2 separate regions of the Sus scrofa genome follow, and region 2 is linked to region 1. A link is a contact called in public HiChIP or PLAC-seq data. All regions are on one chromosome and are shown on one strand. Each heading gives the region's core, a stretch centred on a gene start, on an enhancer-like site or on the middle of the called end of the contact. The rest is flanking DNA. Distances are from core to core; before and after follow the strand shown. Region 1 has its middle 210 kb from the start of PRKCQ. Region 2 holds the start of RBM17 (splicing factor 45).

Region 1 (5,464 bases), core at 1,175-3,674:
TCATACGATATTTGTCTTTCTCTGTCCGGCTTACTTCACTTTGTATGATAATCTCTAGGCCCACCCATGTTGCTGCAATTGACGTATTTTATTCTTTTCATGGCTGAGTAATATTCCATTGTGTGTATATATGGATGGATGAATGGATGGATACACACAGTACTCTATCCACTCATCTGTCGAATATTTAGGTTGTTTCCATGTCTTGGCTATTGTAAATAGTGCTGCTATGAACATTAGGGTGCATGCATCTTTCAGAATTAGAATGTTCTTCTTTTCCAGTTACATGCCCAGGAGCGGGACTGCTGGATCCTATGGTAGTTTTCCAAGGATACACCATACTCTTTGGCATAGTGGCTGCACCCATTTGCATTCCCACCAACCCTTTAGGGTTTAGGAGAGTTCCCTTTTCTCCACACCCTCTCCAGCATTTATTGTTTGTAGACTTCTTGATAATGACCATTCAGACTGGTGTGAAGGTGACACCTCACAGTTTTGATTTGCATTTCTCTACTAGTTAGCAATATTGAGTATCTTTTCCTGTGCCTGTTGGCCATCTGTGTGTCTTTGGAGACCTGTCTATCTAGGTCTTCTGCCCCCCTTCCTTTTTCAATGGCTGCACTGCAGCACGTGGAAGTTCCCAGGCCGAGACTTGAATCTGAGTCACAGCTGCAGCCATGACAGATACTTTAACCCACTGTGCTGGGCTGGGGATCAAACCTGCCTCTCTGCAGTGACCCGAGCCGCTGCAATCAGAGACTCTACCCACCCCACCACAGGGGGACCTCCCTTTTCCCATTTTTTGATTGGGTTGTTTTTTTTTTGCTGTTGTTGCATAAGTTATTCGTACATTTGGAGACTGAGCCCTTGGCAGTTGTATCGCTTGCAAATATTTCCTCCCGTTCCCATAGGTTGTCATTTCATTTTGTTTATGGTTTCCTTTGCTGTGCAAAAGCTTTTAGGTTTAATTAGATCCCATTTGTTTATTTTTTCTTTTGTTTCCATAACTCTAGGAGACCGATCCAAAAAAATTTGCTGTGATTCATGTGAGAGAGTGAGTGTTCTGCCTATGTTCTCCTCTAGGAGTTTTACAGGGCATTCATTCATTCTTCAAACAAGCCATTCTTGAGCACCATGTCCCAAGCACTGGAGATGCAAAAATAAACTTACATAATTCAAGCCCTTGCAGCTATAGGGTGAAATGCCAGATTGCAGAACAGTGTGCTTGCGGCAATAATAAGAGGCACACGGATAAGAGTCACCTTGAATTCTATGTGAAATACCCACAGACTACCTTCCCCGAGTTCCGTCAAGTCTTTAGCATGAGGAGAAGCACTGCTTCTGTGCCTGGCCAACATTTCATCTGAGACCCACCAGTCTCAGCTGGGGAAGATCCAGGAACTCCCGGTCCACAGACACAGGGCAGCTCCGGGGAGAAGCTGGTAGACTCAAACCCCTTGAATCCCGCTGCAAAGAAAGCATGCTCGGTACGACCCCTTCCCTCCTTTCCTCGTTTCCAAGCAGAAGGCATGGCCTCAACGGCAGCCGTCGTGTTGGGGCTGGTAGCACATTCCTTGGTGTTTGTCTGAGGACAGTGGCATTGAGGAGCCCGACTCCCACCACACTTCTGCCTCGGAGGTTTTGCCTTCTGCAAATTGCTGGAAACAAAATGTTCCAGCACAGAGGTGAGCGGTGTCTCAGGCAAGAGAGGAACCCTCGGGGATGAGTGTGTCGAAGGTGTCCCTGGCTCCCCTGCCTAGGATATTAGTGGGCAGAGCAGAGCGAACACAAGACACAAAAGCTTAGTGAAGGATTAGAGAGATGGGGGGGGAGAGGAGCGGGGAGGAGGGAAGAGAGAAGGGGGGAGCGGCCAGGGTATAATGTGCAGACACAGAGCAAAGGGCGTCCTGCCCTCAGTGGAGTGTCGCATACAACACGGAGCGCCACCTACGTGAGAAAGGGGGACCTGGGAGGAGTGGTCACGTCCACTCTTCCTTTCCTTGGCGGTTGTTGTGGTTGTTGCTGTTGTTTGGTTTGGTTTGGGGTTTTTTGTTTTTGTTTTTGGTACAAAGAGGGATTGCCAAAGTGAGAAAAAAGAACAGGAAGATAAAAACCCTGAGCCAGGATTTTATCTTTGTCTCCTTGGCTGTCACTATAGTGCTTCCCACGCATGAGGCAGAGGGAGAAAAGGAAGGAAGGAAAAGTTAAGACTTGGCATCTTTCGTAGCCTCTGTGTTCTTGCAACAACTGTACTGCAAAAATAAATAAATACATATACATATCACTGCTGTATTTATATATGTATATATTACTATTATATTACATTACATATTACTATTTTACATATATATAAAATAGTACATAAAATATATGACAGTAATTCTGGACTTGAGTCTCTAGAGGGAGGCAGAGGAACGTGAGAAAAGCTGCCTCTACTGCCACTGTTCCTGCCACCGTACCCAGGGCTGTCTTGGACTTGAGACACTTCATTCATCAGGCAAGATGAGGCATCCGAAGAATCAGTTCTTCTGCCTTGCTCTTAGTTCAAAATGTGCATCCCACCTTTAATCCGTGTAATCTCCACATGTTTAAAGAACAGATCAGAAAAGAGCTGCAGATCATAGAGCAGTGACTATCAGTCATCTGGTCGACCCTCTGGGCCACTGCTGCAACTCAGCAGGAAAATGTGCAGGAATCAGAGCCTTGGACGAGCGCGTTCGAGCTCTGCTCCCTCTACCAGTCATTGTCAGAAGCCCAGTTTTTCATCAGCAAAAGGCTAAGAGCCATCATTTCTACTGTGTCGGGTTGCTGTAAAGACTGATTAATGAAAAAACATGTTCATAAAACAACGAACTACATGGATGCAAATCTAATTATTATTATTACCCATGTGCTCAAGTCTACTTAGTCATGTCCTTAAAGCTGCCCAGGGAGAGGCCACAAGGAGGGCAGGAACTACAGGGGCCACTCTGAGCATCTAACGTGGCACCTCATACACAGCAGGCAATTCTTAAATTTCTTACACAAATGAGTAAAAACACTTATGTGTAGGAAAACCACATCGTTAACATCTAAAACAAGTCCCTTTTTTTTTCCTACTGAGAGAGAGAGAGCACTATTTGTGATTAGTCCAGGAAACAGGTCAAAGGCAGGTCTTTCCTGGGCCAGCTGGACACACGTGGTCACTGCACTTGTGTGGCACCTACCACGCCGCGGGCCCTATCTTGAATGCACTGCAATATTAACCATGTAACTTCAGACAATCTCGTTGCGGCTGGTGCGGATATTAACCACATTCCACAAATAGCTCATGAGGACCTACTACGGGTCCCAAGCCTCCTAGATTCTGAGGACACAGCCAAAACGTAGCTTCCCCAAAAGCAAAGATTCCTGGTCTTTAAGGGTGGGAGACGAGAAAGCCAGGAAATGATACACAAATAAACAAGTAGGTTACATGGCAAGCTAACGGGAGCAGCGCCGCGGATAAAAGAAAGCGATCCTGGGAGCGCGGAAGGCGCGGGGACAGCTGGGCACAGAATCAGTGCGCAAGCGGCCTCGGTCCCACCTGAGGGGCCGCCTCCGGTTCCTGCTTTTAACCTCGACACTGTTTTTTCCCTTCGTTCCGAGGAGCAGCCAGCCTTGCTCCGCATTCGAGTTCGCTTCCTCCATGGGCGGTGGAGGGCGACCCAAAGCCGGGGGATCCTCTCCTGACCTCAGCTCAGGAGCCTCCATCCGTGGCAGACGTCGGAGACTACGGATGCCTCGGTTCGGGTCACGGCTGCGTGGACTCTGAACCCGGGGCCCCTGGAACTGCCTGTCTGCTCAGGAGGAACGAAGGCTCTGCCTAGAGAAGCTGTGTTTGTAGGTTTGGGGACACAGCCAGACAAACCCGCCAGACAGGAGGGAACACATAACCCCGACGGGAAGGGCACGCCTTGCCCAAAGTCTCAACTGCTTCGACTCATCCTGGTCTCTGAGCAGAGTGGAGGCCCCGGAAACCCCAGGATGCTGAACTTCCTCTGCTCTCCCGCCACCCCCCGCCCCCGTCCCTGCCTCCCCCACCCCTCGCCTCCCCCCTCGCCTCCCCTGCCCGCCACCTCTCACATCCCCCACCTCGCGGCCCCCACATCCCCACCTTCCCGCCCCCACATCCCCACCTTCCCGCCCCCACATCCCCAACTCCTGCCCACCCACTTCCCCCACCCCCCTCCTCCCCGCCCCCACATCCCCAACCCCCCACCCCATCTCCCGCACCGCCCCCACCCCCCCGCCCCCACCCCACCCCAGTCTCCCCCGACCCCCACCTCTGACTCCCCCGCCCCCCACCTCCTGCATCCCACCCCCTGCACCCCACCCCCGCCACCTCTCGCACCCCTCACTTCCCCACCTCCCCCTTGCCCGTCCCCCCCCCACCCCCCCTTGCCCTGCCTCCTGCTGCGCTTCTAGCCCTTCCCCGTCTTGTGACTCTGGCGGGACTCCAGGGCGGTTATTCAACCTGTCTCAAGACACCCTGGGCCAAAAGCAGAACGAAGACGGCAAGTGCCGACTCCAGGGCAAAGCCGGCTGCCAAGAAGCCCGTCAGTGGCCCAAGGCAGGCAGCGGGCACAATGGAGCTTTCAGTGTGAAAGTCACCCCAGAAGGAGCTGGCACTTGCCCAGCCTTCGGAGTCTGCACCTCCACGCTGAGCCGTCCCCACCACCCACCTTCACGCCATGGATTCAGCACATCGTGGCAACTATTTTTGAGGGCCTACTATGTGCGAGACCTTCAGGAAAGTCATGAAAAGAGGACACGAAGGATGTCTTTCTGGAGAAGAAATTGCTCAAGTATTCGGACCAACCCAGACACACTCATCACTTGGCTTTGAGAAAATAGATGATAAAATCGCCCGGGTTCTTAGCAGCAGCATGGATTCCCTTCCCTGGTTGGGTTTTCAGTTGTAGTTTCCTCTGTCCTGGATCAGCTGTTGACCTACCGTCCTTTAATCCAACGAATTCAACAGAGTGTCCAGTGTGTGTTCCAGCGACAATGACCTGCTGTGTTTGTGGGTAGCACGTGTGTGAGTCACACGTGTGTGTGAGAAAGTAGTTCCCCTGGAAGCCCTGCTCACAGCCAGAAACGGGAGCTGACGACCCAGGAGCAGATGACACGCTGGGTCCTCCCTGCGTTTTTACATGCCCCACGAGAGGAGGGGCCCGTCGGCGAAGTGACAGGTCCAGTTCAGGGCTCCAAGCCGGCTGCCCTGTGAACGAGCAGTCGGAGTGTGGAGACAAGCACATCTCATCTGGAGATCAGACCTCCAAACTCGCACCGGGAGGCAGATGGGGAAGGATGGGATGTGTCAAAGTCAAAATCAGTCAGGTCTGTGCTAGACCCCTCCCACCAACAACAGGAGAGGGGAGAGGCACCTGCACACACAAGCTAGTCCTAGGCAAGCAGCAGCCCCAGCTTCCTTTCCCATGTG
Region 2 (5,606 bases), core at 2,932-5,431, 260 kb after region 1:
CCCGGGGCCGAAGGAGCAGCGGTGACCCACTCCCTCCGCGCAGCTCTCTGCCCGCGCGCCAGCACCGTTCAGTCTTCCCCCTTCCCGGATGTCTGAACCCTCAGGCTGCTAAAAGCCCTGAGCTGAGACTTGGACATGAAAGGCCCGCGGCAGCACAGGAGGAGGCGAGGAGCAGCAGAGCCCTCGGCGGCCCCATAACTCACCTGCACCAGCGCCAGGCCTACGCGGCCTCCTCCTCCAGGCCCGGGTGACAGCCCACCCGCTCGGCTGACAACAGTGCCAACAATCCCCTAGAGTGTGTCCCGCAGGGAGTGCCCTCGGTTTGCCTTCAGTGCCGAACAAACCGGGTCTTGTGAGCTCTAAGCGCGAGCCACGCGGGAGCCACTGAGGCTACGTCAAGAACGAGCGCGCCGAGTGCAGCCGTGACCTAACTAAGCACGGCTGACATCCCACCCCGTCTTCCAGGTTCCACAGGGAACGCCCCAGGTCCACCCCAGAAGCCACCGTTTTAATCCAGGCCATCATAAACGCCACGACAACCCAGATCCAGTGACAAGAGTCCACGAGACCATACTTCCTCTAGCTCCACTGCACTCGGAAGCTCACCCGTCAACAATTCCACGGGACCTGCCGCGCTCCGCAAGCTTTGGAAGTTATTATACAGCTGTACCTTCGGGTCACTTAAAGTTCCCCGTTCCCGTTCTCAAACGCTTTAAAAACACACCTTAAACACGCGAAACTGACGTCACCCTAGCAGCATCCGCTGGCTTTTGTGTAACCCGGGGCTTATTAATCAGATCTCCGCATCACAGTAAACGCAGAAGTGCTTTCCTCACTTTTCTCCTCTTCATTTATCTTCAAATTCACAGAACTGGATTAATCACAGCAACGGCACCCTCGTTACTGCACACTTACGACCTGCTTTAAGTAATTACCACGACACTACAAGCAGAGGACTCACCACCCAAAAGAAGAGACATGGTCTGGATAAGAAGCCACTCAACCCCCAGGGCCCCCAACCCGTTCAAGTGATCCCCCCGGCCCAGGGGTGAGCAACTTGAGCCCCGCTCTGTTAATTCCTTGCTTCCCTCCTTTTGTATAACTTTATTTACAAAGCTTTATTGCATCAATTCCTTAGAAGGTGGGTATATCTTTAATTCAGCTGCCTTAAGCACATGTAAATATATCATACACAACTCACTCCAGCGCAAACACTGAAATGTAACAGGTGCACAGACAAGGCCGTTAGGCCTGAAATTAATTAATGCTGTGACGGCTTTCAGATAATATAGCATTTATTTCATGAAGTCTGGTGCCAGGTAATAAAAATCCAGCACTTTCTAACATTTGATATACTTTAAGAAGTTAGGATCAAATACCAACAGCTGATTTGTATAATGTCTTTAAGAAACCTTCTAACTATTTACTTCTAAACACCATTCTTCGGTTAACACATCTTCCAGGAAGTCTCTGTGTGGCACAGCGGGTTCAGGATCCAGCATGGCCACAACTGTGGCGCCGGTCACAACTGCAGTGCAGGTTCAATCCCGGATCCAGAAACGTCAACATGCTGCAGGTGCACCCAAAAACAACAACAACAACAAAAACCCCTCCAGGTATGCTTTTTTTCCCCTTAAAAAGAAACACGGTAAACATGGTTCTGCCAGAAGAATGAGGATTTTTCAAGATTCTACCTAAGCTGGCAAAGTATTTTTTACACATGTGCAACTGGCAGAAAAAGAATACAGACATCTTCTCAGAAGCATTCCACTCACTCACCTTTCAAGTGCGTCTCTGAAGCCTCTGTGACAACCCCCCACGTAAAAGCAACTGTCCCTGAACACGTGTCTCTCACTATATCATCAGCCCTTTAAAGGTAAGGCCTGTTCTGTCTTTGCCCATAGAAGCACCGTAAGTTTTACACCATAATTCATGGGAGAGAAACTCCCCTCACCATACAACTAATAATGAGTCAAAGTTTGAGCTCTGAGCACCTAAACAAGTGGACATGGTAAGAAAAGACCTTTTATCACTAAATAGACATTCATGTATCATAAATCAAAAACGAATCCTAAAGAACACGCCAAGTGCTAGACACATGGACACAAAGCAACAGGAAAGGCCACGAGGGTGGTGCATGCTGATGCCAACAAAAAAGACAGGTAATAAGAGGCATCGCTTCATGTGTAAGATGTGTGACTTCCTAAAGAATTTTTAAATGTTTCCCTGTACCTCCAGCTCTGACCCCTTGTCACAGTTTAATACTTCCATTCATTCTCATAGACGCTATAACTGCCCAAGTACATAGGCTGGAGTGTCCGTGAGTCACCTGTAACTCAGGTGTGTAAGAGAGCATCCTTCACTATCCACGAGTACGGAAGACTTGGGGAAGGAGTACCAGCCCTGACTGCTCCTCGAGTGTAATTTAAAACAAGACAGGTAGGAGTTCCCACTGTGGCCCGGCAGAAGGGAATCCAACTAACAACCGTGAGGCTGCGGATTCGATCCCTGGCCTCGGTTCAGTGGGTTAAGAATCTGGTGTGGCTATGGCCGTGGTGTAGGCCGGCAGCTGCAGCTCCAATTGGACCCCTGGCCTGGGAACCTCCATATGCTACAGGTGTGGCTCTAAATGGCAAAAACAAAAGCAAAACAAAAAAACAAGCCAGGTAAAGAGACATCCACTTTACAAAGTTGCATTTGGAAACGCAAGACAGTTCTCCAGATTCCTGTTTTCTGTAAAGTCTGTCCGCAGCCATCAGAGAGCCCCAGGGTCAGCTCCTCAGTGCCCACACCTCTCACATCTCCCGCCGGCTCACAGCCTACTCACTGTTCTAAACTGCACCGCGTCCATCTCTTGATAAGGTTCTAAAAAGAAAACACCCTCAGTTTAAGTTACTAATATCCTACACTCCCAAAATGTCTTTGTGTTTTATAATCAAAACGTCTGTGTCCTTCACCCCATAAAACTGGAAATTGACTCGCACTCTTTAAAAACTCTGTTGGAGGAGACGCAGTCCTCACCTACTTGAGGATGTTGCGTTTCGCCCTCGTCCAGAAGGTCCTACTTCCCACCCATCCGCCTGCCTCTAGCAATAAATCCCTTCCACGGCTCTCCACTACTGACTTCTCCCACCTTCTTGACCTGACCTGACCTGCCCTCTTCAAGCCTCTCTGCCTTTGCTGCAGTTTCCGAAACGCGCTAAGACGCTCGGCCTCTGCCGCTCTCGCACTTATTTCTTCTGCAGGAAACCGTTCCCCCATCTTGCACATCGAACCAAAGACCTCCAAGGTTCAGTTATAAGCCTCCTTCCCTCTTGGAAGCCTTTCCAGACCCCCCTCCAGTCCCTCAGATCAACCCATGCCTTTATGCTTGTTTCCCGAAAGACCAATCTTCCAGACTGCAAGGACAGAGGCTTATTTATCTTGCAGCCACTGTTCGTTGCTGACAAATGGTCTGGGTAAAGGGAGATGTTCAAAAGATGCTTGGCGATTGGACGTGAGAGCTGCAACGCCGCTTTGCACGGACGAGGGCAGCGCTAGAGCCGGAGTCCCGTCTTCCTGCGCGGCCAGGTGAACCCGGGTCTCTGAGAGATGTCCACACCTGGATTCCCCGCTCTGCGGCCGGGGGAGGAAACGGCTTCCTTCCTCTGCACCCTCCAACCGGGAGGGGTGCAAGCGTTCGGGGCCACAGGTGACCCAGGCCTGCCCACCAGGTCACGGACCGGGCAACTTTCCCCAAACACGCCCGCGGGGCCAGAAGAGACGAGGACACACAGACGGAAAATGAGAATCCGGGAGAGGAGACCGGGCCCGATAACCCGGGCAAATAAGGGAAAGGGGCGGCGGGGCGCGAAGGGAGACGCGGAGAGTCGGCCGGGGCCAGGCCGCCTGAGGCGAGGGGATGGCGGCCGGGGGACGGCCTGGGACCCCCGGCCCTCACGGCGCGGCCGAAAGCGGCGGCCTCGCGTCCAGCGCCGCCCGGGAGGCGCTCGCCCCCTGCCCCGGGCGCCACTTACCCGGTCCGCCCGGCCGACGCTCCCGGGCGGCCACGCACCGGGGCCGACGCGCCGCGGAGACGGCGGGCAGAGCGCTCGGCGTCAGCCCCCGACGGCCGGACCGCTCCGGCGCCAACCCCTACGCAGAGTCCGCGGGCCGCGCGGCTGCGCGGGGTCACGGCGTGTGCGGCTGGGAGAGAGGCGCGCTGCGCCTGCGCCGAGGACGCCCGCCCCGCCGCGCGCCCCCTGTCCGCGGGAGGACCTCATCGCACCGCCACCGCGCCCGCGTCCCTCTCTCCCGCCAAAAGATGTCGCCGTGTCGCAAGGTTGCCACATTTCAGTAACACCCCCTCCCACTCCCCGCCATCGGGAGGAGGACGACTGGTGCAGGGCTGCGAAACCATCCCGCCGTTTGGGCAAAGCTGAAAATAAATGACAATAGGAGAGGTGACTGGGAAAACGAAGGGCTTCAGAAGAAATGGCCCAAAGCGCTGAAGTAAGTGTAGGACTAAGGAAACACAGGGAGGGTGTGGATGTTCTAAAGCGTCAAAGTTTAAAAACGACATAACAGAAGCTGGGAGGAAAAAGAAGGTGGAGTTCTGTGTAAATACGATTCTCACATCTGCGTTCAAAACTGTAGGCAAGGCCTTGTGTCCCTGTCCTTTGAAATAAAAGGCTTTGCCTTCCATAAGTCTCGAAAGGCTGGTTCGGGGAACTCCCGTTGTGGCTCAGTGGTTAACGAATCCGACTAGGAACCATGAGGTTGCGGGTTCAGTCCCTGCCCTTGCTCAGTGGGTTAAGGATCCGGCGTTGCCCGTGAGCTGTGGTGTAGGTTGCAGACGCGGCTCGGATCCCGCGTTGCTGTGGCTCTGGCGTAGGCCGGTGGCTACAGCTCCGATTTGACCCCTAGCCTGGGAACCTCCATATGCCGCGGGAGTGGCCCAAGAAATGGCAAAAAGACAAAAAAAAAAAAAAAAAAAAAAAAAAAAGGCTGGCTCAAAAGGTAATGCTTGTGTGAACTGGAGTTTGGCACTTGCCATCAGCCTCTACATGGATTAAATCATGAGCCACCGCACCTGCCAACCCACGGCACCCCCTGAGCAGAACTCTGGGTGAAAATCAGAGAGGCACTCTGTGCTTTGGGAAAACTGCAAGCACAGTTCTTCAGATAGATATTTTTAGGAGAAGATTTTATGTGCCCAATTCTTGCAAATTTTCATATCTAGAAAAACACTAAAATCCTTCATGGGGATGTCTGCTCCTTGTGACCTTCAGGAGAGAGCAACAAATTTTGCAAAATGGGTGTGTGCTGTATGCACCTCCCCTCCCCTTTATCGTATTCTGGTATCCCCCTTTCCTCTTTATCATATTCTGATATCCCCCTTTCCACTTGGGAGCAGCATTGCAGAGCTACCTGAAATACCACCACTTGGGCTGTAGTTAAGGATAAAACAAAGAATGTCAGGGTCATCCATGAATGCAGTCACCTCCCAGGGTGAGAGCGGGCGAGTCCTGCAGGCTGTGAAAACTCAGGATACAGGCCCCGACAGCAGAGGTGCATATCAAAGGAATGGTATCTGTGAGCCCAGGACTCTTTTGTTCCTGCTCCCG

What was found. HiChIP or PLAC-seq counts read pairs in DNA pulled down with a chosen protein or histone mark.
Region 2: an H3K27ac HiChIP or PLAC-seq map of alveolar macrophages shows a contact between it and region 1. The contact joins the promoter of RBM17 here to the enhancer-like site in region 1. A contact is called at or near these places in 2 of 5 promoter capture datasets (fetal skeletal muscle and liver), 30 of 47 Hi-C or Micro-C datasets (adipose tissue, alveolar macrophages, blood and 16 more) and 2 of 2 datasets of contacts at active chromatin or transcription factors (alveolar macrophages and skeletal muscle).

What each region holds. Positions count from the first base shown.
Region 1 is chr10:64,647,282-64,652,745 of Sscrofa11.1, forward strand. No RefSeq gene overlaps it. Among named protein-coding and RNA genes, the nearest start is that of PRKCQ, 210 kb to the left of the region's middle. Within about 2 kb of position 2,425, at least 6 of the 83 cell types and tissues checked have an H3K27ac peak or open chromatin away from gene starts, as enhancers often do. A contact at or near this core is called in alveolar macrophages, omental adipose tissue and retroperitoneal adipose tissue, where this site is marked.
Region 2 is chr10:64,904,825-64,910,430 of Sscrofa11.1, forward strand. It overlaps RBM17 (splicing factor 45), which reads right to left and starts at 4,182. Exons shown (of 12, transcript XM_003130822.6): 1 at 4,017-4,182.